Regions from separate parts of the Rattus norvegicus genome. Here region 1 is linked to region 2. The links are chromatin contacts, called in public Hi-C maps. All regions are on one chromosome and are shown on one strand. The core of a region is the stretch at or near the end of the contact, and the rest is flanking DNA. Distances in the headings are between cores, read along the strand shown. Region 1 holds the start of Arhgef9 (Cdc42 guanine nucleotide exchange factor 9). Region 2 holds the start of Spin4 (spindlin family, member 4).

Region 1 (4,184 bases), core at 500-2,999, 160 kb before region 2:
ACCTCAGTCAACTGAGCTATTTGTGAAGAGATCAATTTATTTGTGAGAAACTGGATTATTGATCTTGTAGCCTTTCATGGTGTACATTTTATAATTAGAATCCCTGTACTGCAGAAACCTCCTTCTTTGGTCCACTGTGTGTTTGGTAATTGATAATTAGATCTAAAAGATTGATCTGATTCAAGCGTTTTTTGTAGTTTTGTCAAGAATCATTCACAAATGATTGCTCTATGGACCAAAATGTGTAAAGTGTGGTCTCATTTGGAGTTTATTCTATCCCGGAGGGCTTGAGACTATTTTTTTATGACCTGTACTCATTCAGAATTTCTAATAATTTAATTAAGATAATGACTGTCTGAGACTCAAAGACTTCTAGAGAATAGCAAACAATTCCCATTCCACTTAAGAGTCCACAGTATGCTCACAGTTCCAAAATTCAGTTTGTTATATCTCTGGCTAATCCAGTCTCTTCTTTCTGCTGTCAGCTATCTGTGGCTCCTAAGGTTATAGGAACCTAAGAACAGGAGAGGGTCTGAGAAGTTATCTATATAAGGGAGTCCTTCTTTCTTGAGGGCCCAGGCAGTTGTAGAAATTACATGTATATTTCTGAAGTTGGACTTCTGGGATTTCACTTTATTCTCTGAGAAGCTTAAGTCCTTATACAACAGAAGGGAGATGGAAGGAAGCTCGGAGAAGTTGCCTGAAAGTTGCACAGCCAAAAAGAAATAGGAGAAATTTTGAACCCTTCTAAGACTTCTAGAGAATAGCAAACAATTCCCATTCCACTTGCTCACAGTTCCAAAATTCAGTTGTTATATCTCTGGCTAACTAGGTCTCTAGTTCAAGACATGTTCCCTTTAAGTATCGACTCAAAGCTATAAACACTGAACAAAGCAATGATTACAAGTAGATTGCAAGTTCTTTGAAAGTTTATATCCGGCAACTTTTTAACCCATAGTTGGCTTTCTTTCTTCATACTCAGCGGGCTGGGACAGTGCATGTTAACTGTAGTGTGAAGAAATCATAATCAGAGAAGGACAGGCAACAACAGCAGAGAAAAGCAAGTAGAACTGGATTGTGAATAAGTTGGTGCCCCTGTGGTTGTGTCCACAGCACTGATTTGTGAGATTTTATTGCTGACCTGCAATTTAGTTTTAGGCAGTGGCCAAAGACACATTTGCTTCCTACAGACCAGAGGGGCTGCAAAGTTATATGCTTCGTTTCTACTTACCAACCTACCTACCCGCTTTTTCTATTCCTTCTCCTTTCTCTCTCTTCTTTATCCTGCCTTTCCCCCACCCTTCTCTTTCTTCACTATATCCTCGATTTCTTCTTTCATTCCATCCCATCTTTCCTTCTGTTTCTCCTTTCCATAGACTTTCTCTGCCTGCCTCCTTCTTTCTCATGCCTGCTCCCCTTCATTCGATTCTATTTGCTTCCTCCCCTCTTTCTCAGTCTTTTTCCTCGTCCTTCAGTCTCTTACCCTCCCTTCCCCCACAAGTTCCTCACCCCCACGTAAAAACTGGCTTTTGGTGGCTCCCGAGGAGAGAGCAGACTCTGTGAGCTTTGGGTTCTCCGATTGGCTGTCGTTGCTAGCACACCAGCTCAAGTCTCGCCTCCGGGCACTGAATGCGCAGCTGCAGCATCTGCTATTGGCTTGTTCTCTTGTCAGCGTCTCTGTCAGAGACTCACGCTGGCGCCCCCAGTTTCTGCGTGAATAAAAAGGCAACCTACCGGCTGAGGTGGGGGTGGGGAGAGGAGAGGGAGAGGGCCAGCTAGGAAAGGCTAGGAAGAGTGGCTGGTAGCCTGGAATCCCTTGAGGAGAGCCAGCAGACAAGAGGTCTTAGGAAGCTGATGAACTAGAAAGAGTAGGGGAGACTGAGACTGACCGGTAGCCAGCTAGGCAGACGGACGCATGCCCGGACAGACAGAAGGCTCTGGAGAACCGATAGGTTCATTTTGCCTTTCCTTTTGAAAAGCAGGATTTTGATTTTTCTGTGGCGCCCAAGAGAGAATGCTGGACTCTGCTACCTTCAGCTCAAGCTAAGATTTCTCAGTTAGGGAAGAAAGATCAGTTCAGTCCCGAGAGGGGGAGGGAAGCAAAAGCCCCTGCCTCCAACCCCCTTCCCTCCCCCGGACCAAACTCGGGGGCCAAACCCAGACCTTCCCTAACCATCTGACTTCCTCCTTTCCTTTTTAGCATGGTGGCTGTATGGACAGTCTGACAGAACAGAGATTGACATCTCCCAATCTGCCAGCCCCCCACCTGGAACACTACAGTGTTCTGCATTGCACCATGACCCTGGATGTGCAAACTGTAGTCGTTTTTGCCGTGATTGTAGTCCTCCTGCTTGTCAATGTCATACTCATGTTTTTCTTGGGAACGCGCTGAATGGAGTCCAGCCACCTGAGCTGTTGCGAACTCTCACTTTGATTTCATCCCAAGAGCCTCTGAGGGGGAAAAAATCAAGAGAGACAGTCTGAGACAGGGAAAGAGAGGGAGAGAAAGAACAAGCTTTCTTACTCAGGGGGGAAAACGTTTTGAGCTTCAACATGGCCTCGCTGTGATATGTATGACGTTGGTATATTATCTCTCCCTAAACCTTTTGTCATGTCTTGTCTTTTAAATATGCCTGTGAGTGTAGTTGCTTATTGCTTGAGTAAAACTGTTGATAAAGAAATGTTTTCTATTTAAGTGTGCATGTTTGTGTGCATTCTCTATGTGACGTTTATGGAGCAAGCTGTGTCCTGTTAAGGTGGCTTCGCTGTTTGTGATGTCTTGTTAACTTATTCTCTAAAAACTACCGTTAAACTCCATTACGGAATTTTAATCAAAATTTCTCTCTTGCTATCAGAATGCATTTGGGTTTGTTTGGGGCTGGGGTTGGAGAAAGGTATTTGTGGAAGAGCATGATGAATTGTTGGCATTCTGGGAAAGTCTTGCACTGGTTGTTTAGAGGAAGAAAAACCTATGCAAGAAATGGATTTATGGAAAATAGTCTTTATATGAGGGGCAAAATTCTGAGAAGTGACACACTGGGGTGCCTTAAGTTGGCACTTATTAACTGTGTCCTTTGAATTTCAATTTTGTTATTCAGGGTTTCCGATTTCTGATTTGGAAAGCTGTCATCATTAAAACATTTGTTAAAGCAGTAAGTGTCGTTTTCTTTGCAATCACGAAGCAGAACAAAAAGTAGTCTTTTATATTTTGAATCAGCAAGAGAGGATTTTGACAAAATGTTTGAGCTCCTTTTCCCAGATATTAAACCCCTTGGTTTGAGTTTGAGGATTTTTTTCCCCCTGTGTCTCACCCAAAAAACAAGATCCAGCTTTTTCTCTAGTTTGGAAATAATAGTGTTCGGTAGTACTCCTTTGGGGTAAAATCATTTGCAGTGGTGTTTGTGAACTACTTCAAATAGAAGTTGCTAGTGCTGATGAGATTTATTTCCTTATTTTTTGCTTGAGAACAGAGGTCTCTGAAACTCATGTAACTGTAAGTATATAATGTGCTAAATTAAGACGTAGAACACAATAAAAAGATGCATAATGGGATGCGAGCTGGGGAAATCTGAGCTGGACACAGCATTCTAATTTGAGATACGTCTGTATTATATAGCCATGGTAATGCTTGCTGTTATTACTCTTATTGTTTTTATATTTCTGTTTTTGCTGAGATACCCTTTGGCGAGGCTGGTAAAAAGTCATTTCTAGTCCCAGTGTGTACATAATATTTGCTTTTTTGTTTGTTTGTTTTATTTCCTTCCTCTTCTTCGCCGATGCAGACAAATATTCCTCATTCCGTTGCTTACCTGACTTGAAACGGTGCCATTTCTGGCTGATACAGCAGTGAATCATGCCACATACACGCCCACACACATGCTTCTAGCTATACTCATGTGGGCGGCTGCTCATGTGTGATGTGCAAATCAGCTAGCATTATGCTGTCAATTTTCAGGTCTTGTTCAGTCTCTTTGGAAATGGTTATTGAGGGGGCCTTGAAATTGTCCTGATAGATCAAGAGAACATTATTTAATGGCACTAAGTTGAGGGTTTGAACCTTAAAGTATGCTCCAGTTGACTCAGTGTGGGTGAGAAGCTGAACAATTTTTTCTTTCTTTCTTGTTTGGTACCATGATAGAAGCAAGATCTGGGAAGCTTGCTGGCAGTCATTTCATATTTATCAC
Region 2 (4,056 bases), core at 1,237-3,736:
AGATTTTATTGCACTCAGTCCTAAGTGGAATGTCTTCATCAAACCCTCCCCTCAAGGCTCAAGGGTCTATGAGGAAGAGATGGTAGAAAGACTATAACAACCAGAGATGGTAGATGATTTCAAGGAGAGTGTGTCTTTAAGGTACAACAGGACTAATAGACACACATAGGAACTCAGAACTGTGATAGTATATGCAAGACCCACTCAGGTTCAAACCTGGAAAAGTCTCAGCCCTTAGAAGGAGAGATAGCCATTAAATCCCATCCCTAATCAAGAAGCTATTTGCGGGGCTGGGGATTTAGCTCAGTGGTAGAGCGCTTACCAAGGAAGCGCAAGGCCCTGGGTTCGGTCCCCAGCTCCGGAAAAAAAAAGAACCAAAAAAAAAAAAAAAACAAAAAGAACCAAAAAAAAAAAAAGAAGCTATTTGCAATTGGTATCTGGTGGGAAATGGAAAATCTATTTTCTCCAGTAGAGTGTCATTGGGTATATAAATCATACTTCAAGACAGGCCAACATAAAATAGACTCCATGTTTTTGTGTACGCTTTTTGTTTTTTCTTTATTTTGATTTTTTTTTAGAGAGAGAGAGCATAATGTTGGGGTGGAAAAATATGAACAAAGTATACTATGTAAAAAAAATGGAACCACAGCTCCAACTTTTGTATTTCAGGGAGAAAAATAAAAGCAAAGAAGAGTTCAATTAAACAATTCATATATGAAAAAAGAGAGTTGCTTTATTTACTTTTCTGCCTTACACCATTTAGGATAAATGAGGAGCCATTGAAGGAGTATTAAAAAGTAACCTTGTGGGTTAACTGAAGTTCTCTGGGAGGAAAAAAGCCACACATACAGTGAACTTTGTACATGGTTGATTAACTGATTAAGTTGTGAGTGTAAATGGGGGAGTTCAGCTTTTGCAGTTCCAGAGCTGAATTATCTTAAACTATCTTAACCCTTACCCCACCCAAAATGGTGATGCATTGTTCAACTCTGCGAGTGACCTAAACCTTCTTCCGGGTATTAGGTAAGTTCTTTTGGAATGTGTGCAGATGCTCAGCTTTCCCTGACCTAAAGGCAGGGAGGGAATGCCGTTAGATAGTATCTGAAGCCCACAGCTGAAGTTTCTCCTGTTTGCTCTAACGCCTACCCAAGGCTTCCCCCAGTGTCTTTTAAAAGTTTCCTGATTTATAGTTCTCTTTGTTTTGGAGCTATAAAATTTTCATGAGGCTGGTTGGGTAAGAGGCTTATCTTACAAAGGAACTTGTGGCATAAGTCTGGGGACCTGGGTTCAATCCACGGGAATTCAAGTAAAGGAAGGTGGAAGGAAAGAAGTAACTACACAATGTTATCTTCTGATTTCCACTTTTCCCCCTCTGCGCACATGTCACGCGCACACAAGTTAATAATAAACAGCAGCAACAACAACACCAACAAAACCCCAGGAGTCTGTTACCACATTGCAACATAGAACTTGGGGTAACCTAAAGTTGTGGACCTTGGACCTGGTCACTTATCTTTGATTCCAGAATAAACCACTTTTTAATTTATTTTGAGATGAGTGCTGTCTTTTTTATGTTCTCATATGGAACCATTAAAAATTGTGTTTCCGGCCTGACATGGTGGCGCTTGCTTTTAATCCCAGTACTTGGGAGGCAGAGAGAGAGAGGCCGATCTCTGAGTTCGAGGCCACCCTGGTATATAGAGTTCCAAGACTGTCAGGGCTACACAGAGAAACCCTGTCTCAAAATATGAAAAAAAAATCTTGTTTCCAGAGTATTTAATAACAACAGAAACTACTTGTGATATAAATGACAAAGTAAGCAATAAAATTATAGAATATGCTCTCAAATGTATAAGATTATAGAACAGATATATTAATAAGGAATCAGCTTAATAAACATTTTGATTTTTGCCTAGTATGTACGACTAAAGTTACTTTTGTTGTGTTTTTATTTCACTCAGTTTTAGAAAAACAAATACCAGCATATTTCCCTTACACTTCGAAAAACATACTAAAAAATCGTTATGATGAATGATCAGGTAGAAAGTAGAAAGGAGAGTTTAAGTTAACATGGTGGATTGTGCATGGTCTTTCCCCAGTCCCATTTCAAATTCCTTAAAAAAAGAACGAAATCGTAGATTTGTTTATACAATTTCTCCCACCCCACGTATTTTTTTTCTTTCTTTTCCTCTTTTCTTTTTCTGCTTGTGAGGAATTCCTGGAAGATAGAAAGCAGATGGAGCCTCAGTGAAGTATGCAGTTGGGCAGCAGACAGCCTGCAGGGGAGGAGGGGAGCTGTGCTGTCTGGTTCTGGTGGGAATGAACCGGTTGGGGGCCACGGGAGTAAAGGAGAGCGCCTGTGTCAGTGTGGCTGCCCCAGGAGCGGAAGGCAGGACGGAAGCGGGAGGGGTGGAGGAAAGGAGAGGGCGGGCTCAGAGGAGGAGGATTCCCTAAGCAACAAAAATCCCGGTTTCGCAGATTGGCCAAGCTGACAAGCGCTGCCAAGAGCAGGCCGCGCAAAGCGCAAACTGCTGGAAGACGTGCTACTGCCTGCACTTTCGTTGCCGCCAACATCCCTGTTATCTCCGGTCCACGTTAACTGTCGACTTCTTCTCTGGTGCCGTTCTGCGACCGCAGCAGCGTTGACAACAGCTAAGTGGCGGATTCTGGCTGGGACGTGGGCTTGGGAGTCCGGGAAGGCGCCAGGGGCGGACAGAACGAACCCGGGAGCCCGCCATCTCTCTCTAGCCATCACTATTGCAGTCACCCCTCCCTGAAGGAGGAGAAAAGCACTAGTGAGAGGCACTCTCTGTCTCAGTTCCCAGTCAGTTAGCTCGCTTCTGACAAAATCTGAAAAGAGGACTGATACAGTCTCTCAGATCGTGAAAAATATCTGCCATTGAACACTGCTGACTGTTAGTCAGCTTGTTAAGCGAAGGGCAGCTTTACTTCGGCCACAGAAGATCTGAGCCATGTCTCCTCCGACCGTGCCTCCTACTGGGGTAGATGGTGTGTCCGCGTACCTGATGAAGAAAAGGCACACTCACAAGAAGCAGCGCCGTAAGCCCACTTTCCTCACTCATAGGAACATCGTGGGCTGCCGCATTCAACACGGCTGGAAAGAAGGCAATGAGCCAGTGGAGCAGTGGAAGGGAACTGTGCTCGAGCAGGTTTCCGTGAAGCCCACTCTGTATATCATCAAATATGACGGCAAAGACAGTGTGTACGGACTAGAACTGCACAGAGATAAGAGAGTTTTAGCGCTGGAAATTCTTCCTGAGAGAGTTCCTTCTCCGCGCATCGACTCTCGCCTGGCTGATTCCCTGGTTGGGAAGGCAGTGGGGCATGTGTTCGAAGGTGAGCATGGAAAGAAAGATGAGTGGAAGGGGATGGTGCTGGCGCGAGCCCCCATAATGGATACTTGGTTTTACATCACCTACGAGAAAGATCCGGTCCTCTATATGTACACCCTGCTGGACGACTACAAAGATGGTGACCTGCGTATCATTCCAGATTCCAACTACTACTTCCCTACAGCAGAACAGGAGCCTGGAGAGGTGCTCGACAGTCTCGTGGGCAAGCAGGTGGAACACGCCAAAGACGACGGATCCAAGAGAACTGGAATTTTTATTCATCAGGTGGTAGCCAAGCCATCTGTCTACTTCATCAAGTTTGATGATGATATTCACATTTATGTCTATGGCTTGGTGAAAACCCCCTAAATTTATAGACCTCTTTAGAGGTAAAATATTTTATGTTCTCAAAATTAGGTTTTTCTGGGGACAATTTCTAGGTCAAAAGTTCCGGACAGTGGCTAAATCGTATTGTGCCTCCATATCTTATATTGACTATTTCCCAGTTCTGACTCAAGCATATGTTGGTACTTTGGTTCTTTATTTGTTTTGTAATTGAAAATTTAAAGTGGTTGCTAAGAGGGGGAAAAAGTGTTTGGATTCACCGAAACGACTCAAAAGAAGATAAACTCTGCAACGTGTCTTCTGCTCCCCTCCCCCCTTTTAATTCTTCCAGTTAATTAGTTTGAGAATTTGGCATTTT

Evidence for each region. Hi-C and Micro-C count contacts between places; a contact is called where the count stands out from the background.
Region 1: a Hi-C map of kidney shows a contact between it and region 2, with 3 times the contacts expected there. The contact joins the promoter of Arhgef9 here to the promoter of Spin4 in region 2. A contact is called at or near these places in 6 of 12 Hi-C or Micro-C datasets (the A7r5 cell line, Schwann cells, frontal cortex and 2 more) and 1 of 1 datasets of contacts at active chromatin or transcription factors (oligodendrocytes).

The regions. Positions count from the first base shown.
Region 1 is chrX:64,056,971-64,061,154 of GRCr8, reverse strand. Arhgef9 (Cdc42 guanine nucleotide exchange factor 9) reads left to right here and starts at 1,749. Exons shown (of 10, transcript NM_001393743.1): 1 at 1,749-2,571.
Region 2 is chrX:63,900,857-63,904,912 of GRCr8, reverse strand. Spin4 (spindlin family, member 4) reads left to right here and starts at 2,486. Exons shown (of 1, transcript NM_001401117.1): 1 at 2,486-4,056. The coding sequence starts at 2,973. The coding sequence ends at 3,722.